Regions from separate parts of the Mus musculus genome. Here region 2 is linked to region 1. A link is a contact called in public Micro-C data. All regions are on one chromosome and are shown on one strand. Each heading gives the region's core, a stretch centred on a gene start, on an enhancer-like site or on the middle of the called end of the contact. The rest is flanking DNA. Distances are from core to core; before and after follow the strand shown. Region 1 overlaps Ntng2 (netrin G2). Region 2 overlaps Rapgef1 (Rap guanine nucleotide exchange factor (GEF) 1).

The links. A called contact is a pair of places that touch in the nucleus more often than the background predicts.
Region 2: a Micro-C map of B cells shows a contact between it and region 1, with 2.1 times the contacts expected there. The contact joins two enhancer-like sites. A contact is called at or near these places in 2 of 15 datasets of contacts at CTCF or cohesin (large pre-B cells and pro-B cells), 8 of 484 Hi-C or Micro-C datasets (B cells, the G1E-ER4 cell line, cardiomyocytes and 3 more), 6 of 115 datasets of contacts at active chromatin or transcription factors (bone marrow-derived macrophages, embryonic basal ganglia, embryonic limb bud and 3 more) and 1 of 9 other capture datasets (embryonic stem cells).

The regions. Positions count from the first base shown.
Region 1 is chr2:29,192,950-29,197,198 of GRCm38.p6, forward strand. Ntng2 (netrin G2) reads right to left here. Exons shown (of 7, transcript NM_133500.2): 5 at 4,033-4,200; 6 at 2,698-2,832; 7 at 1,777-2,104. The coding sequence ends at 1,872. Among named protein-coding and RNA genes, the nearest start is that of Ntng2, 53 kb to the right of the region's middle. Within about 2 kb of position 1,457, at least 114 of the 459 cell types and tissues checked have an H3K27ac peak or open chromatin away from gene starts, as enhancers often do.
Region 2 is chr2:29,660,060-29,664,078 of GRCm38.p6, forward strand. All of the region lies in intron 1 of Rapgef1 (Rap guanine nucleotide exchange factor (GEF) 1), which reads left to right. Among named protein-coding and RNA genes, the nearest start is that of Rapgef1, 42 kb to the left of the region's middle. Within about 2 kb of position 1,867, at least 123 of the 459 cell types and tissues checked have an H3K27ac peak or open chromatin away from gene starts, as enhancers often do.

The sequences.
Region 1 (4,249 bases), core at 207-2,706:
TTCTGCTTATATCTTATGCATTTTGGGGTTCATGTATAGAGCCAGGAACCTGACAGAGGCCACCCTTAGAGCTTGGAACTGACTCCTGAAACCTAAGGCTGGGGATCAGAGCAGAGAGTGGCCAGTAGGGGCAGCATCTGGCCTCAGTCAGTCAACAGTCCATCTTCTGTCCTCCCCTCAGCCCCAAGATAGGGTTTTCCTGTGTAGTGCTGGCTATCCTGACTGTGTAGACCAGGCCTCGAACTCACAGAGATCCACTTGTCTCTGCCTCCTGAGTGCTGGAATTTAAAGGCATGTGCCACTATGTCCAACCTGTCTTCCCTGTCTGATCTCTTAGCTTTGCATCAGAGACTTGAGCAAAGGCCTGGGGACAGCCTAGGCTAGAAAGAGTATCTGGCAGATGGCATACAAGGAGGTGACTCGGGTGGGAACAGGAGGGACAATTAGGAACCAGGACAAGGAGCCATGGGACACTTGGAGACAGAAGAGAGGGAACCGGGCCTCCTGCAACACAAGCAGAGGCAGATACTGAGCTGCACACAGTGGGTCAGCTTTAGTGACCTGTTGGGTCCTCATATATCAAGGTGCCTAGGCAGGCAGATATAATGCCCACCTCAGGGCGCACTGGCCAGGCAGACATCAGCTGGGAGCTCGATGCAACCTCACACGGGATCTGAAGCTCCTGAGCCAACACATTTGTCCCAGACAGCCACAGAGGCAGGTTACAAATCAGCATGGGGTGCAGTAGAATTCCAAGAATTCTCCCTCAGTTATTTTCCTGGGGCTTCCACAGCAGAGACTCTGGATTTGGGGGAGTTGTAGGAAAGGGGTGGGGCACCCCTGTTTGGAGATCCACCTACCAGATGGTGGCCAGCAGCCTGGCTGACGGTAAAATTGGGGGAGCATACAAGGAAAGAACAGACTGGGAAGAGTGGCCCCAATACCGAGTCTTTAAACCTTTTTTGTGGTCTCCTTTCTTTATCCAAACCTTTGGAGTGTCTGTCAACACAGGAAGCAAGCAGGCAGAGGCAGCTGTGAAGTCGCTTTACTGTGGGCTTGTACACCATCAGCCACCCTCAGTGACCACCTCCCACCCGAGTCTGTCCTCACAAGGGACAGTGGATACAAACAAAATAGTTCTCTAGAAAACAAGGTTTCCACCCCTCCCCGCCCTTTGTCCTACCCCTCCCGCAGACAGTGAGTTCTTCTCTCTCCAGGCCTCCTTGGGGACCTGGGGTCTGGTGAGTGCAAAAAAAAAAAAAAAAAAAAAAAAAAAAAAAAAAAAAAAAAAATACAAAAGAGAATCAAGTCAGCGACTAGAGTTGTAGGCAACTGTTTGTTGTTCCGGGTCCGCTGGCTGGTGCTGGCAGCCAGGAACAGGCGCTGGGGTGTGCGCAAGAGTTCTGTGTGTGTATGTGTGTGGCAGGACCTGCGGGTGTTGGGATGAACAGCGTTTCTCCCCAGTCCCTGTCTCGCCGCCAGCAAAAGAAAAGAGGAGGGGAAGGAGGAGGACAGAGAAGAGGAGGAGGCGGAGAAGGAGGAGGAGGAAGAGGAAGAGGAGAAGAACAAGAAGAAGAAGAAGAACAAGAACAAGGACAACAAAAAGAAGAACATGAAGAAGAGAGCAAAGAAAGAAACATGGGAAAATGGAAAAATGATAGAGACATTAAGTCATAAAAAACTGAAATTCGAAGTCCGCCGGGTCAGGGCTCCACAGCGCCCCCTGTGGCCGGCGAGGGCAGTGCCGGGCGGGGCTGGTGAGCGCGGGCAGAGCAGGGAGGGCGGGAGGACTCTGCGAGTAGCACCTGGGAGCAGCTCGGCCGCACCCGTGTCGCCGCCGGGCCAGGGACCCCTGGACCCTTAGAACGGGCTCAGCAGGCCAGACGGGCGGCCAGCCCGAGCAGCAGCAGGCATCCGAGCAGGGTGTCGGGGCGCGGGACGATGCCTGGCGCGCGGTCACAGTCCGGGCCAGCGTCGTCGGCGAGGTCACAGCGGGGCTGCTCACAGCGAATGCCGGTGTAGCCGGGCGGGCAGGCGCAGCGTTGGTTCTGCTGGCAGGTGCCGCCATTCTGGCAGAGCAGCTGGTCATCGTCGCACACATTGGCTGCGGGCCGGAGGGGACAGTTGAGGCAGCTGTGGGGATGGACTGAGCTTCTGCAATAGGGAGCTGGGACAGCCCCCCCCCCCAGGGGGCCGGTACTTAGAACGAACACAGTGAGAAACATCCCTGCAAGGGATGGGACCTGGCTCCTGGCTGTCCCCCGCCATTGACCCCCATTCTCTCCCGTTCCTCCCCGGCAGTGGCGCGGTTCTCTGGAATCAACTGCTATCTGCTGCGTGTACCTGGAGCGGTCTGACAGCCTATGCTCCTCGGGTCTCGCCAAGCCTTCATTTCTTGAGTGCAAACTCCTGCGCTCTCAGCCAACTTTAGTCAGCTCCCCTTCAATCCCTACATCCCCCCCCCCTTTCCTGGCTCCCACTTTCCACGGACTCAGTCCACTGAAGACCGGGCAATGCCCACTCGACCCCCGCCCCCGCCACTTTGAACCCCTACCCTGGTTGCATCAGACCTTTCTCACTGCAGCCACGTGTTCAAAGCCCACCCCCAGCTAACAGCAGGCCCACGTAGGCCCCTCCCACCATGCTGGACCACGCACCCAGCCTAAAGGGTCTGTCTTCAGGGGCCGGTCTACTCACGATAGCATCCTTGGCGCCAGTAGTGTGTAGGAAGGCAGTCGTCGCACTTGGGCCCCACTGCGCCCTCCCTGCACTCGCAGAAGCCTGTCTCATTGCATCGATCGTGCACAGAGCCGATCTGGTTACAGTTACATTCTAGGGGAAACAAGAGCATAGGCCACGTGCAGCCAGAGTGGCCTGTGAACCTACAAATGGGTCCTACCTCAGGCCCAACCTCTATAACCCGCCTTTGTATCCTTCTCAGCTGGGTCTCTTGCTCTCCCTGGCGATGCTCCCCACAAGGCTGGGGGGGGTCCTGGGGAATACTGGCGCATTTACATGGCAAGAGAAGGCTCAGCATAGTTTTTCCTCTCCTGGCATCCAACACTCTAGCTCCACTGTGAGGGCTGAGCCAGCCTCATTGCTCTTTCTGGACAGCTGAAGTGGGGGCTACCAATACCAAGCTATGAGTAAGACAGGTGACAGGTGTCTGATCAGGAGATTCTGGTGCGTGTGTGTGTGTGTGTGTGTGTGTGTGTGTGTGTGTCCATCTGTCCTTGGACCCCAGTCCTTGAAGCCCAGTGCTTGGCCTGAGACCGAGGAACAGACAGAAAAGAAGGGGCCACCTCTAATCAGATCCATTGACCCTGCCCTCTCCCTGCAGCTGGCCCTGTTGACACTGGCAACACAATTCTGCTAGATCACTTTAGAGTTGATGGAATATCCGAAGGCCTCAGCCATGATCCAGAGTAGCAGCTCTAGCTTTGCAACTGATCAGGTGGGGGTGGGGTGGCGGGGGATGGGCAGTGGCTCTGCTGATCGATGGCTAAGATCTAGCAGCCCACAGACCTGAGACCTGGCACCTGCTGCAAACAGGTGGGAAGATGGGCAGTTCTGACTGCCCGTCTATGCTACTGGGTATCAGTTGGGGGCTATAGGTTTGGTTTTTAGGGTCTGTCCTCTGCCCAGGTCCAAGGAATGTCATGGGTCTTCTCTACAGAAAAGTCAGTGCTGGACCATAACACTGAAGAAAGAGGGTGCCTACAACTGCTGGCTCTGAAGTTTTGAAGGACAGTTTCAACAACAGAGGAGAGATAGAAACTGCTTACCTAGTCTACTGCCCAGTTTTCTATGCACTCAGAGAGGACAAGGGATGGGCCAGCTTCGCACAGCAAGCCTTTGGCTGTAACTAGCACCTCTGCTTCCAGTGCCTACAGTTGGGGGTCACTAGTAGTGGATCAGAGGGCTTCTGTCCCCTTAGAGATGCCCAGATGAAGAGGGCCTCCCCGTGGGGTGTCTGCACCTCCGCAGCTGATTCTGCAGGGTTGGAAGCCCACTCCTGCACCTGGTGCTTACCAATGCAGACGTTCTCATCATCCAGCTCTGCGGAGCCATTGCGATAGTAGCCCAGGCGGCAGTGCTGACAGTGTTGGCCTCGAGTGTTGTGTTTACAGCTGACGCAGGTCACCACGTTCAGGAAGTCAATGTAGCTGCAACGGTTGGAGTGGCCGTAGCACTCGCAGTCTGGACCAGCCAAGTGGGAGAAATGCCAGTGGTCAGTGAGCATTTGGGG
Region 2 (4,019 bases), core at 617-3,116, 470 kb after region 1:
TAAATAACATCACAACCATGTCAACAGGAAACAACAATTTCATCAAAGCCACATAAGTTAAGTTGTTCATATGACTTAATAAAAAGATATTGGTCCATACAGTTACCATACTGGCCACAGAAGAAAGGAAATATATCATTTCTATATATGTAAAACACAAAATGTGAAGATACTATAGCTCAAAGTATTTTTTATCAAGAAAATTGATTTCCTTAGAAATAAGTAATTCACTCTAAATAAATAAATAAATAAGAGTGCTTGAGCTCAGAAAGGACCTGGAGCTTGAATCAGCTCCTCTATGAAGGATGGTGGGTGTCAGCGGACACAAGGATCCAAAGGGGGGAGCCATGTTGTGAGAGAAAGTTGTCTTATTAGTCAGATTAAAGTCTGTCACATCTTGAAAGTTTCCCAGCAGCCTCATTCCAGTGAGCCCAGGGTAGCTTCTCTTCCAGGATGTAGATATGTCTCACCAGAACAACTTTCTACAAACCTTCATGGTGTTGAGTGACAGCAAGCCATAGAATGCTGGTGGTGGTGGGACCCTTGAGCCTTTCCTCAGTGACGTCTCCCGATGAGCAACAAGCCCCTAGCCCCTGACACAGCCTGTGAAGCTCCTGTGAGGCTCCTGCTAGCCTGTGCTCCCAGGCCTGTGAGGCTCCTGCTGGCCCGTGCTCCCAGGCCTGTGAGGCTCCTGCTGGCCCGTGCTCCCAGGCCTGGCCCTCTGGAACCCAGCAGAGCTAATGTGTGTGCCTTTGAGCTGTGGGAGCTCTAGGACACTGCTCTGCAGCAGTGGGAACCAAGTGAGTAAGAGGTGATGACACCAACTGTTATAGAACATTCTCAACATGAAAGTCTAAGACAGGAATCAGCACTAGGTCCTCCCTTAAAAGTGGAGCTTAATAGTGACCTGTGTCACTTCCACCAAAGACAAATGGGGTAAGACAGTTCTCATTAAATTGATTTTTGGTTTGGTTTGGTTTGGTTTTGAGACAGGCCTACATCTGTAGCCCAAATCCTCTGGAACTCACTGTGTAGTCCAGGCTAGTTTCAAACTCTGTTATTCCTTCTGCAGCCTTTCAAATGCTGGGACTACAAGTGTGAACCCCCACCCCCTCCAGGCTGTCCAGTAAGTTCACTCTGACTTATTTCTGGGTTAATTACAGCTCCTTGAAAAAGCATAGATTTCTTAAGAAATGTCTGATGTATGACATTGTCAGACTCCATAAAGTGTAAGGTTTAAGTGGTCATTTGAAGACCTTTATTAGCTCATAGAAACCCAAATTAAAGACCAAGTTCATAGCTTCTTTACATCTTCCTTGCAATTCCTTCTACAGTGTTGTACTAGGAAGTCACCTCTTCTGAGTTCAGAGCTTTAGTGGACAGAATTAACCCATCTTGTTCACTTTTTTATCTTGGCCAACAGGAAACTCAGAGCCAAACACCCACAGCTGGTGCAGTACATCTTTCTTTATGTTTCTGCTATTGCATGCTTTTAAACTGTTGTAAGGGTCTTGTGTTACCTAAACAAACACCACCATTAGGGGAAGAACTGTTCTTAACTGCATGTTAGCTCTGCAGTTGAGTTTTACCCAGCTTCTGAGCAGAAGCAGCCATGTGTGTGCGGTACACTAATTATTAGGTGAGTTGCTTAATGAGAGCTTGCTGGCTGGCTAGTGAACTCTGACTTCTGCGTCTCCCCAGGGACGAAACCCTATTGCTGTTTTCATCTAGGAGAGTTTACTTCTGACCCAGAGGGAAAGTGGGATTGGTGCAGTCCAAGACTCCCCAAGAAGCTGTATATCAGTTGAGTCAGCTTCCCCCTCCCTGGGGGAGTCAGTGCCTTCTGCCTCTGCTCAGGCGCAGAGAAGAGAGGAAGTGACCTTCTGATTGTGGCTTTGGTAGCTGGCTCCATCTCTCCTCTCGGGGTAGAGCGTTTGAGGGTTTGCTTTTGCTTTTGCATTTCCTGTGTATAACTCCGAAAGCAAAGTAGGTTGCTGAAAATGTCACCTGGTGTTTGTTATTTTGCACCTAGAATAACATTTGAGACCCGTGAAACAGTGAGTCATTAGGGTAGTTTGAGACAGAGCAAGTGTCATCTGTGCTACTGCTGTCCATATTTTTCTAGGATGTTAGCAGCCCGTTTTCCATGCTTCTTCAGACATGCATACTGCTGGGGTTGCTTCGCGGCAGAGCCCTTGTCTGACACATGCTCCGTTCTTGTCTGTGTTTCACCCCCAGCATACGAAGCAAGCAATCAAACAAACCCCGGTCACATCTACACAATCTACTCCTTTTTGTAGCAGTGCAGAGACACAGTCACTGTGTGGGTTCACCTTCACTCCAGCATGTACACAGACCTTGCTTAAGCTATAGTGTGTTTAGGAAGACCATGGGTCAGGGAAAGTGGCTGGAAAGGCAATTGGGCTACATACCAGGAACCAACCAGTGAGCAGGCCATGTGCCCATCTATCAGTGGGAGCTTGAACATGGCCACCTAGCTTCCAGTAGACACTTTGTGTCTGTTGGGTGATAATGAAGTCAGTAACAACACAGATTAGAAAAGGGGCAGGAGAGGAAGGCTTTGTAAAACAGTAGGAAGAGAGTTCATAGGCAGTGCCTTCTAACTTAGTGGCTCTGACTCTACTGAGAGACTGTTAAGAGATTGCAGGAGGGGCTGGAGGGATGTCTCAGCCTAAGAGCACTGACTGCTCTTACAGAGGCCCCAGGTTCAATTCCCAGCACCCACTTGGTGGCTCACACCCATCTGTAACTCCAGTTCCATGCACACAGACATATAGGCAGGCAAAGCACCAATGTATATAAAGTAAAAAATAATAGATTATTAGAGAGAGAGAGATGGAGATTGCAGGAGCCATCCTGTTTATGATCAGTGTATGACTTGTAAGAAGTCCCTTGGGGATGCAGCCACACTTAGAGAACCCCTGGTGTAGGCTGATGTTCTTGCTTCCCACATGAGAAGAGGCAAGGGTAAACTGTGTCTGCCTACTGACAAAATGAGCGAGGGACTGAAGCGGCACGCAGAGAAGGAGAAATCATCCCAGCGTCCATGACTAGCAGGCTCCTGTGCTGCTGAGTGCCCGGTTGTTATCCTGGGGTTCACTTCCAACTGTCTGGCAACCTTGGGGACACACAAGCCCAAGAGTGCCATTTTAAACATCAGTTGCTTGCACACGGCCCTTAACTCCTTTATGGGGAGTGGGTTCTGTCTAAGCCTAAGAGCCAGGTCACATGAGTGAGTGGCAGATCTCTTCCTCAGAGGACAGATGTGCTTCTAGCACACTCTGATCTAGTGTTTAGACTCTGAATTAGCTCTCTGATGACAACGAAGAAAGCCCATCCTACAGCCCACGTTAAACGACTCCCAGCTGCTCTCTGCCCCTCCCCTTGACAGCATGCTTGTCCCCAACACATGCTTCACTAGCTCTCCACCCCAGCATAGTGCAGCTCTGAGCCACTGCAGTCTTCTGTGTGGAAGCTGGTGGACAGTACCTCTCTCAGTTCTCCTTCCCTCCCTTTGCTCCTCGTTTCCCTCCCAGGAAAGCCTTCACAGGAGCCTGCTGTCTAGAGCAGGTCTAAGTGTCCCTTTCTGGAAGGCCCTGGGGAGGAAGACCCACAGTGGTGGTCTCTCCCACACTGCAGCCTTTCATCTCAGTGGCCTCTGGTGCTCTGAGGAACTGACCCAAGGCTAATTTATGGCATGGATCTGAGCTCATTTCAAGTTGATCTTTGGGTGAGAGGTGTTTAGAGACCAAAGCCAGACAGAGCTCTGTTGCAGTGTTTCCAGCCCACCTTCCATGACTGCTTTAAAGGTAAAGAGACAGGCAGCCTTTACCCAAAACACTGCTCTTAACCCCTTGCTAAACAGGATATAAAAACATTACTGTAAAGAAACTAGATATTTCAGTCCCTGCTCTGTGGTAGTGCTTTAGTTTGTAAAGGATGTTGGAACTAAACATTATTCATCAGGCAGCCTCAAAAAATCATGCATAGCTTACTGA